2 separate regions of the Ovis aries genome follow, and region 2 is linked to region 1. The links are chromatin contacts, called in public Hi-C maps. All regions are on one chromosome and are shown on one strand. Each heading gives the region's core, a stretch centred on a gene start, on an enhancer-like site or on the middle of the called end of the contact. The rest is flanking DNA. Distances are from core to core; before and after follow the strand shown.

Evidence for each region. A called contact is a pair of places that touch in the nucleus more often than the background predicts.
Region 2: a Hi-C map of tail adipose tissue shows a contact between it and region 1, with 2.8 times the contacts expected there. The contact joins the promoter of KLF4 here to the enhancer-like site in region 1. A contact is called at or near these places in 4 of 16 Hi-C or Micro-C datasets (hypothalamus, liver, omental adipose tissue and 1 more).

The regions. Positions count from the first base shown.
Region 1 is chr2:14,945,327-14,949,862 of ARS-UI_Ramb_v3.0, reverse strand. No RefSeq gene overlaps it. Among named protein-coding and RNA genes, the nearest start is that of ACTL7B, 540 kb to the right of the region's middle. Within about 2 kb of position 2,477, at least 20 of the 54 cell types and tissues checked have an H3K27ac peak or open chromatin away from gene starts, as enhancers often do. A contact at or near this core is called in liver, where this site is marked.
Region 2 is chr2:15,684,080-15,688,615 of ARS-UI_Ramb_v3.0, reverse strand. KLF4 (KLF transcription factor 4) reads right to left here and starts at 2,477. Exons shown (of 4, transcript NM_001164219.1): 1 at 2,379-2,477; 2 at 708-1,701; 3 at 444-608. The coding sequence starts at 2,477.

The sequences.
Region 1 (4,536 bases), core at 1,228-3,727:
CATTGTGTATATGTACCACAGCCCTCTTATCCATTCGTCTGCTGATGGACATCTAGGTTGCTTCCATGTCCTGGCTATTATAAACAGTGCTCCGATGAACATTGGCATACACGTGTCTCTTGCACACTGGTTTCCTCAGTGTGTATGCCCAGCAGTGGGATTGCTGAGTTATATGGCAGTTCTATTTCCAGTTTTTTAAGGAATCTCCATACTGTTCTCCATAGTGGCTGTACTAGTTTGCATTCCTACCAACAGTGTAAGAGGGCATTTAAAAAAAAAAAAAAACCACCGACCCTGCTAAACAACAACAAAAAAACCCAGCACCCTCTCTAGCAGACAGGTGTCCTGCCTAACAGCAGAGGGAAGAAGGCCTTGCTCAGAGCACCAGGTCAGGCATGGTGCTTCCCCCAGCCTGCCAGGCCTGCCCATGGGTCTGGAAATCAGGGCAAGGCAAGATTCCCACGTACAAAATTAGATCTTGGAAACAGGTTAGTTATCTTGGACAGACTTAGCACAGAGGAATGTTATCACTGTACAGATCTACACACGGATCTATATGAAACTGAGCTGAAATCATACAGCCTTCCAAAGAGAAAGTCACCAGCCAGAGAGATTAGAGGAGTCACAGGACGCCTGTGTTATTCCTTGCACAGAAAAATCAGGAACCAGGTTTCTGTAGATTGTCTGAAGGCGACCTCTCCCCCACCATCACCACAGCCTAGTTTCTCCTCCATTCTGGGTACTTTTAGCCTTCAGGGAACACTTACAAACGTACAGGCCTTTTAAAATTGACCAAGTCACCCAGAGTCCAAGAGAGAGCAGTCAGTCACAGTGTTTTATTTTTCAGACACCAACTGTAATTATCTGTGAAGAAGTGAACCACCCCAGCACTATGGTGGTGTATGACGACTGTGAATGAAGCATTGGATATTGTGTAAATAGTCTTTTCCTTCACTTAGATCATTAACATTCAGAATCTCATTGTTTTGCTCTCTTTCTGTGTTGATTTGGCCATTTCTATGGCCATAGGGGGAAAGATGAGATGTTTAGAAACAGATGGATCTGAGTGGGTCCAACACTCATCGGCTGGGTGACCTTGAATAGATCATGTCACTTCTCTGAACCTCAGTTATCTACAAAATAGAGAAAATAAGAATCTGCCATTTTCATGAAGATCAAGAGAGGTAATGCTTATGAAAAGCCAGGACACCAACTGGCCCACTCTCAAGAGATTCATAAACAGGGTGATTTTTCCTTCTTCAAAGACTTTGTAAAGATTACCTGAGACCATGTGTGAAGGGATTTTGCATGCTATGAATGGACTGCACAAGTGTGGGTTATTACTTTTCTTTTATTTCCCTCTCTTCCCTTTTAATTACCTCCAAGCCTTTCTTTACCATCTTGTTGGCTTTTACAGGAATTACACAATGTTAGCTTTAAAAGGACACCCACCAAGTCTCCTGCCCTCAGCTAATTGTGCCACAAACACGCTCACTTAATCCTCACAGTGATGGGTTAACTCTCCCCTTCTTTACAGTTAAGCAGATGCAGTTCCGTGGAGCTTCCTGCGGTTTGGCGAGCTTTGCGGTTGATTTGTGTGAGGACCAGATTTTGAGCCCTGCCAAGCCTAACACTCCACCTTGCCTCTTGGGAAAGGCTTTAGAGATCCTTACAGCCCAATTCAATGTTGCATCCTCAGGGGACTTGTCCAAGGTCACAGAGCAAGTTCAGCATCAGGATTAAAACTCACATCTCCTTATAACTCAGGCCAGTATTCCAAGTCCTTTGCTCCTATGTGTGTTTGAGTCAAACTTTCCTGACCCAGGAGAGGAAAGATCTAAATCATCCTTGCCCAAACGCTCAACCAGGGCTCTCTAGTTTGACTTTGCTTTTTCTTTGTGGAGCTTCTAATCCCAGAGTAGGGTGGAGAGAATGGTGGGGGTCTGGGGGAAATCTTCAGGAGCTTAGTTCCTGTTTATTCATGTGTCATTCTTTTAGTCCCTGAGGCTATAATATCCATTTAGAAAGATTAAATCAAATGGGATCGAGGGCAGAAAAAGGGGAGCTAAGGGGGAGGCAAAGAAAGAGGGAAGAAAGTGGAAATCTCTAAGCACTAGAATAAAGAACCTAAGATATTACTAATTCTCAAATAGGTCTTACTTCTTACAGAAGAGCTGCTCCATGGGATATGCAGGTGAAAGCAACTTGGGGGATTTTTTTTTTTTTTTTCTGTCCGTGAACCTGGCTTTTCTTTCCAGCATTCTCAGGTGCACTGGAGGCCCTGGGAAGAGAGAGGGCTTTTTCAAAAGACACTTCCACCTCCTAAGCCCTGTGCCTACAAACCAAATATTGATCTATTTAGTAAACCCGCCTGTGGGAGGAGAGATTGTAAAGCTCTGTTTACTCAGCAGTTGGGCCCCCTGACAGCTGTTCAATGGGGGATTATGATGTCACAGTGGTAATTACACTATAAACAAGGGATAGGGAGAATAAAGCATGAAAGGAAACTGTGGGGCCGTTACCAAGCAACACAAAATATGTAACCTGAAACCCGACAAGCATGTAAATTTCCTTGCAAGCCTCCCAGATGTCCTCAATTTATGGCCAGCGCGCAGTTTCAGTTTCAATTTGTTTATTTGCCCTTCTTCAGTCACAAATGTGGAGCTAAGAATGTTGAAAGAGAGAAAAGAAAGCAAAGGAAAACGCGGGGCAAAGCGGGTAGGGGTGGTGGAGGAAAGCTCGTACTTTCTTCCTAGGATGTAAGAGGTTGGGAGAAAGCCCAGGGCTTGGTCTTCTCTCTTTAGAAAGATGTAGAGGTCATTGTCCAAGGAGGGGGCTAAGCCAGGTAAATAAGCCAAAGGCAGCTGAGAAAGTGAGGCAGGGGAGAAGAAAAAGAGAAAAAAGGAACAAAAGTAAGAGGATGAAACCGATTAAATGGGAAGAGAAGGAGGAGGGCTCCGCAGCAGGATCGGCCCCCAAGGACTTGGAAGGGCCCTGGAGTCCCCATTGCCACAGCCCCACCTAGTGGTTGCCCCACGTCTTGATTCCTCTGGAGTGAAGCTGCTCCCGCCAGTGCCCATAGCCCTGCCCTTCAATCAGCTTCCCACTCTGGACACCTCCCCCCATGCCCAGGACAAGTCAGTCACTGCTCCACAGAGCTTTGGAAACAAAGACCCAAACACCATGTGTTTTTCTTCTTCTGGATTCTCACCCCAGCAATACCTTCCCTCCCAGTAGTTTTTTCCTAGATGAGACTGCTTCTAGCTCACCACCAAGCCCCCCGCCCCTGACCCCCCCCCCAACGCCACGCCCCCTCCCAAAAACTTTTTTTTTTCAATTTGTCAGTGTCCCTCTTAGAATCTCAGACTTGAAACCAGACACACCCTCTCAGGTGAGGTCTGACCTCAGGAACTAAACAGGATCAACCACTAGTCTCCCCGGCCCCGCCCCCAGCCCGCTTGCTGTGAGAGCTATAGAGGCTTGAGCAGGCTCACCAGAACTGATTGTTAAATTTTCAGGAACTCTGCTAGGTTGTTTTAAAATCACTGATAGCTTGAAATCTGCCATGGCGACACCGATATTGGCAAATACAACAGATAGGGGCTTCCCTTCCCCATCCTCTAGAGAGCTGGTTTAGCAGCATACCCTGGTCATGACCAATCCCCTTCAACCTCTTTGGAGAGTTCGTGATTCACAGAGGACTGGTGAAATCTGTAACCAAAGAGAGCAAACCACAGACCTCCAGACAAAAGCTACAAAAGGATTCACTCCTTTTAGATCTAAAGAACATGGGATAGGATTTTAGTTCCCCTTGACTCCTTTGCATCGGCAGTGAGCACCTTTGCTACTGAGAACATTTCTCTTGGGTCTGATTCACACTACAGCCACATCAGTTTCTATGGGGTGCTCACAGAGCCAGATGTTGAGTGATCCTGTTGAAACAAACAACAAAAATGTTCACTGAACTGAACTGTAGAGACTGGTGCTGTGTTTGTTTGGGCACAAACACAGCAGCTGGTACAATGAATGGCTTTTCCACAAACAGGAATTCTGTCAAATCTCTCCTCCTAAATTCTAGTATTAACTGTCCAGAATGACAGTCTGGCAACAAGGCTAAATTCTAGTCCGGGATCAGCCACTCCGCGGATGTTTGTTTGAAAGCCCACCCCTTTTCCCTCTCTGGGCTTCAGTTTCTCCAACAGCAGTGACGGCTGAGTCTCAGGACTTTTAACTCCAGACGGCTTTTCCAGCTGCCTCCAGCTTGGGCCTCAGCACCGCTGTTCTCACAAGGGCTGTGAGCAGAACGTGACAGTGGGTGAGCAGCGTTTTTCCACAAGTTAATTCTCACTGTGTGGAAGTGTGTCCCACCTCTACTCCTCCTGTTGTCCTGGGGATGGTTTGTTTGTTGTGACTCTCCTCGGATATTCTACAAATGCTGATGAAATTACCCTCCATATTGCAGCCCTGGGGCTTGTTGTCTCCTAGAGATCACACCCAAGTCCAGGCTAATTTTAGGTCACTTCTGGAAGCCAGGCA
Region 2 (4,536 bases), core at 1,228-3,727, 740 kb before region 1:
AGCCTAACCATTAAGTCCTTGAGATTTAAATAAAACCTAATTGTTAGGACTAAAGAGGGGGAGGGGTGAACCCTGGGAAGGGAACAACCAATAAAAATAGTGGAGAATACAAAACTGCTTAAAAAACTTATCATGATTTTGCACAGCAAGGCATAATTTCTTGATTACAAGGGCAATGCTCTGCTCAAGCTAGAAGAGGCCCACCTGCAGCCTGGAATCTCCCTGCCTTTCAAAGGCCTAACAAAACTGCACTTTCAAGCACTGATACCATCCGCCCAGCAAAAGGCTCCTGGGCAAAATAGTAGGCGCCAGTTTGCTGTTCTCTCCTGTGATCCAGGAGATGGAGGAGATAGACTGCACCCCACATCCCAAGGGAGGCCCTGAGGAGTGTTGAGGCTGGACACCGGGTGCCCCCACCCCACCTCCACGGCTTCCCGTCCTACCTGTGTGGGTGCGCAGGTGTGCCTTGAGATGAGAACTCTTCGTGTAGGTTTTGCCGCAGCCTGCATAATCACAAGTGTGAGTGGCCGTCCTTTTCCGGGGCCACGACCGCCTTCCCCTCTTTGGTTTGGGCTCCTCCGGCATGCAGGAACCGGGTGGCATGAGCTCTAGGGATGAAGAAGGTGGGGTCAGCGTCATCCTGTGTGCCCCGGATGGCCGGCACACGCAGGGCTCTCCAGCCCCAGCTAGGAATCCCCGGGACTGACCTTGGTAATGCAGCGGTGGGACCTGCGGCTGCATCTGGTCGGGCAGGAAGGGAGGGTAGTTGGGCCCGGGGTGGGGATGGAAGCCCGGGGGGAGCGGCAGGGCAGGATGACAGTCCCGGCTGCTCAGCAGTTCCTCGGCACCCAGGGTCGGGGTAGTCCTGCTGGGGAGCTGCCGCCCCAAGGGAAAGTCGTGCGCAGGCGGCCGGTGGCCATTGCTGAGAGGAGGTCCAGTGCCCAAGTGGGCCTCTAGGGGCCGACCGACGGTGCACGAGGAGACAGCCTCCTGCTTGATCTTGGGGCACATGCGTGGTGGCCCGCCGCTGTAGGGCGCCACCACCACCGGGTGGCTGCCGTCTGGGCTGCCTTTGCTAACACTGATGACCGACGGGCTGCCGTACTCGCTGCCAGGGGCACTCAGCGACGCCTTCAACACGAACTTGCCCATCAGCCCGCCACCTGGCGGCTGCGGCTGCTGCGGCGGAATGTACACTGGGTCCAATTCGGGCCGCAGGAGCTCGGCCACGAAGCCGCCGGAGGGGCTCACATCGTTGATGTCCGCCAGGTTGAAGGGAGCTGTCGGAGGGGGTGCAGACTCCCGGCCATACAGGAGGCCGCCGCCCGCGCCGCCCGGCGCCGCCACGCCCGGGTCGCCCCCGGCCCGGATTGGATAGCTGAAGCTGCAGGTGGAGGGCGCACTGGCTGGACCGCTGCTCGACGGGGAGGACGAGGAAGAGGCTGATGCCGAGGACGACACCGTGGCGGCCACGGACTCCTGATGGGACAGCGAGTTGGAGAGGATAAAGTCCAGGTCCAGGAGATCATTGAACTCCTCCGTCTCCCTCCGGGGCAGGAGAGCCGGGTTGCTGCTGCCACAAGCCGCGCCGACTCCTCCACTCTCCAGGTCGGTGGCCACGGTCGCCGCCGCCAGGTCGTAGGGGCGGCCGGGAAGCACCGGGGGAAGTCGCTTCATGTGGGAGAGCTCCTCCCGCCAGCGCTGTGGGGACAGGACGCGAGACAGACAGTCAGTGCTGTCCCTAACTGCCACTCGATGTTAGTGGTGGGCCCGCCGCGCCTACCCCGCCTAGACACGGGGACCGGATGGGCAGGAAAGGCCCCGGGGTCTGTGGATGCCAGTGCTGCAATCATGGCCCACACCCGGGTCTGGGGAAAGGCGGTGCGTGGATATATGGAGGATGTTAGGTTGTGTCTGCCCGATTGCGTGTGAGCGAGCGCCGAGGCTCGCCAGCCTGGGTCCCTCCCCCGCCGGATCCCGGGGACGCTCCCGCCGTCCCCAGAATTGGGACACCGAGGTTCTCTTGGTGCGCCCTCGCCACGGGGACGCCTACGCGCCAAGCTCACTCTGGCCCAGCCAGTGTCTGGGGACAGAGACACCTCCCGCCCGGTGGCCCGCGCGCCCGCCCTGCCGCTCGCGCGCTCCGGGACGTGTGCGGACCCGGTGTGCGCCCCCGGCGGCTCCACCGCTTCGGGACCACACGCATGTACAGCTAAGCCAAGGGCGCTGAAGCCATCCCGGGTAGCCTGCGGAGGAGCCCGTGCGGGGCCACTCCTGCCCGTCGTCTAGTGGTGCTCGGTGACCCCAGGGCTCCGCCCGTCCCCATCCCACCCACAGAAGCCCACCGGAAGGCCCCAAAGGCCCAGGCCGACACTCACGTTATTCGGGGCACCTGCTGGACGCAGTGTCTTCTCCCTTCCCGCCGGGCCGGACGCGAACGTGGAGAAGGACGGGAGCAGCGCGTCGCTGACAGCCATGTCAGACTCGCCAGGTGGCTGCCTTCGGACCGGGTGGGGAGCAGAGGCAGAAGTCAGGGGCCACTCTCGACCGCCGCTCTGGCGCGTCCCATCCGCCCTCACCCCTCCCTGCGCCCCGCGCCGCACCTACCTCATTAATGTGGGGGCCCAAAAGGTCCTCGGGAGTCCGAAGCAGAAGGGGTACCCAAACCCCAAAGCCAACGAAGAGGAAAAAAACTTAGAAACGAAGCCAAAACCCAAAACCCCAAATTGCCCGAGATCCTTCTTCTTTGGATTAAATATAAAAGGGAGATGCCTTAAAAAAAAAAGTTCCTTTGTATACGAAAGTTCTTAGAAAAGTTGTAAACTCGTAAAAATAGACAATCAGCAAGGCGAGTTAAGTAGGTCCGGTGGCCAGGCTGCGCTCTCTTCGACTCAGCAGCGTCCCCCACCGCTGTCGCGGTCGCCGCGGCTATCGCCGTGAGCGCTGGGGCTGTGGCCGGGGTGGCGGGCGGGCGGCGCCGCCAGGTGAGACTGGATGCGGTGGCGCGGATCTGCGGACTGGGCGGCGGCGCGAGGCGCGGAGTCCGGGGGGCTGCGCAAGGCGCGCGCGGCCATGGGCGCTGGCCGCGGGCGGGTGGGTGGGTGGGTGGGGGGCCGGAGGGGCGGGGAGGGGCACTTGGCGGCTCCCGGTGCCGCCGCCGCCCGCCACCGCCTCTGCTCCCCGCGCGCCCGCAGCCGCGCTCGCTCTCTGAGGCCGGGGAACTGCCGGCGGCCGCCGCGCGCTCCTTACTTATAACTTCTCCGCTCCCGCCCTCCCCCCGCCTCCTACCCGCTGCGCGCTGGGGCCCGCCGCCAGGCCCCGCCCCTCCCTTTCTTCTCCCCTCCCTCCAGCAGCCCCCCCGCACGTTGCCATGGCAGCTAAATAAACAAACTCAGCGCACGTGGGGGCGGGGAGGAGGGAGGGGCGCAGGCGGGGCCCGGCGGGCTGTGACGCCAGCCCGGCAGCTGGCGGGCAGGAGCCGCGCTGACGCCGGCGGCGGTGCCGGCAGCGGGCCGGGCGCGGGGATTTGGGTACGGGGCGCAGGTCCGGTCCCCGGGCGACTGGGACAGTCGGCGTCGCCATGGGTCGCTCCTTGAGTTCGAAGCTCGCGGCCAAGAGGGGTCGGTAGGGGAGAGGGGGACGGTAGCGCAACCCCACCCCCGCTCCGGTGCGCGCTTGCCGCGCAGTCTGCGCACTGGAGAAGAGCGCGATTATCCGCGTGACTCATCCAGCTCGGGTCCGTCATACGCACGCAGGAGCCCTGCTGTAGTCCCCGAGCGCCAGTGCGGGCATTTGGCCTGGCCTCGCATGGTCCTTCTTGGGCTCGTCTGCCCGGGGGTTGGGAGTAGAAGGGAGGTGGGTGCCCTCCAGTGCGTGGCGAGGACCTGGAGACTGAGAAAGCGAGAGAGGTGTTCCCCTTCTGAAAAGGGCGGAAAGAGGCCGGAATGGGAAATAGAGCTACGGTTTTGATAGCTGAAGGAGCGAGGAAGGGACTGAAAGAGATTTCGCTATGTGAAGTGGGGAGAGAGGGGAGGGGCGTGAGGTGCGGGGACACCTTTCAACCGGGAATCTCAAAGCACTTTGCAAAGCACGCAACTCTCCACTTTATGGATGAGAAAACTGAGTCATAAAGAGGTGAAGTGGCGAGGTAAAGGTCAAACGGCAACTCGTTCCCTTGGCTCAGGCTCTAGAGCAGTCAGACCTACCGAAAGGGGCTCAGCTGGAAAGTGGCCCCGTGCCAGAAAGTGGAACTATGCGGTGGGACCCGGGTTCTGGAAAAGGGCCCACGCAGCTCGCAGCAGCCGTCCCTGCCCACCAGGAAGAGAAGAGGAAACGGCAATCGTTATTTCAGTCTTATAACTCGGCCTCCCCACCCCCACTCCCCCTTAGTTTGTGATCAGTAATTTTCCAGCCGGGAAATGTTTTCGCCGTCATCTTCTCTGCAAACAGTGCCCTTTTTTTTTTTTTTTTTAAACGTGAGTGTGGTGTTCGGTATCGCTTTCTAAACGTAGGCTTGCGAGGTGTTTTGTTTGGATT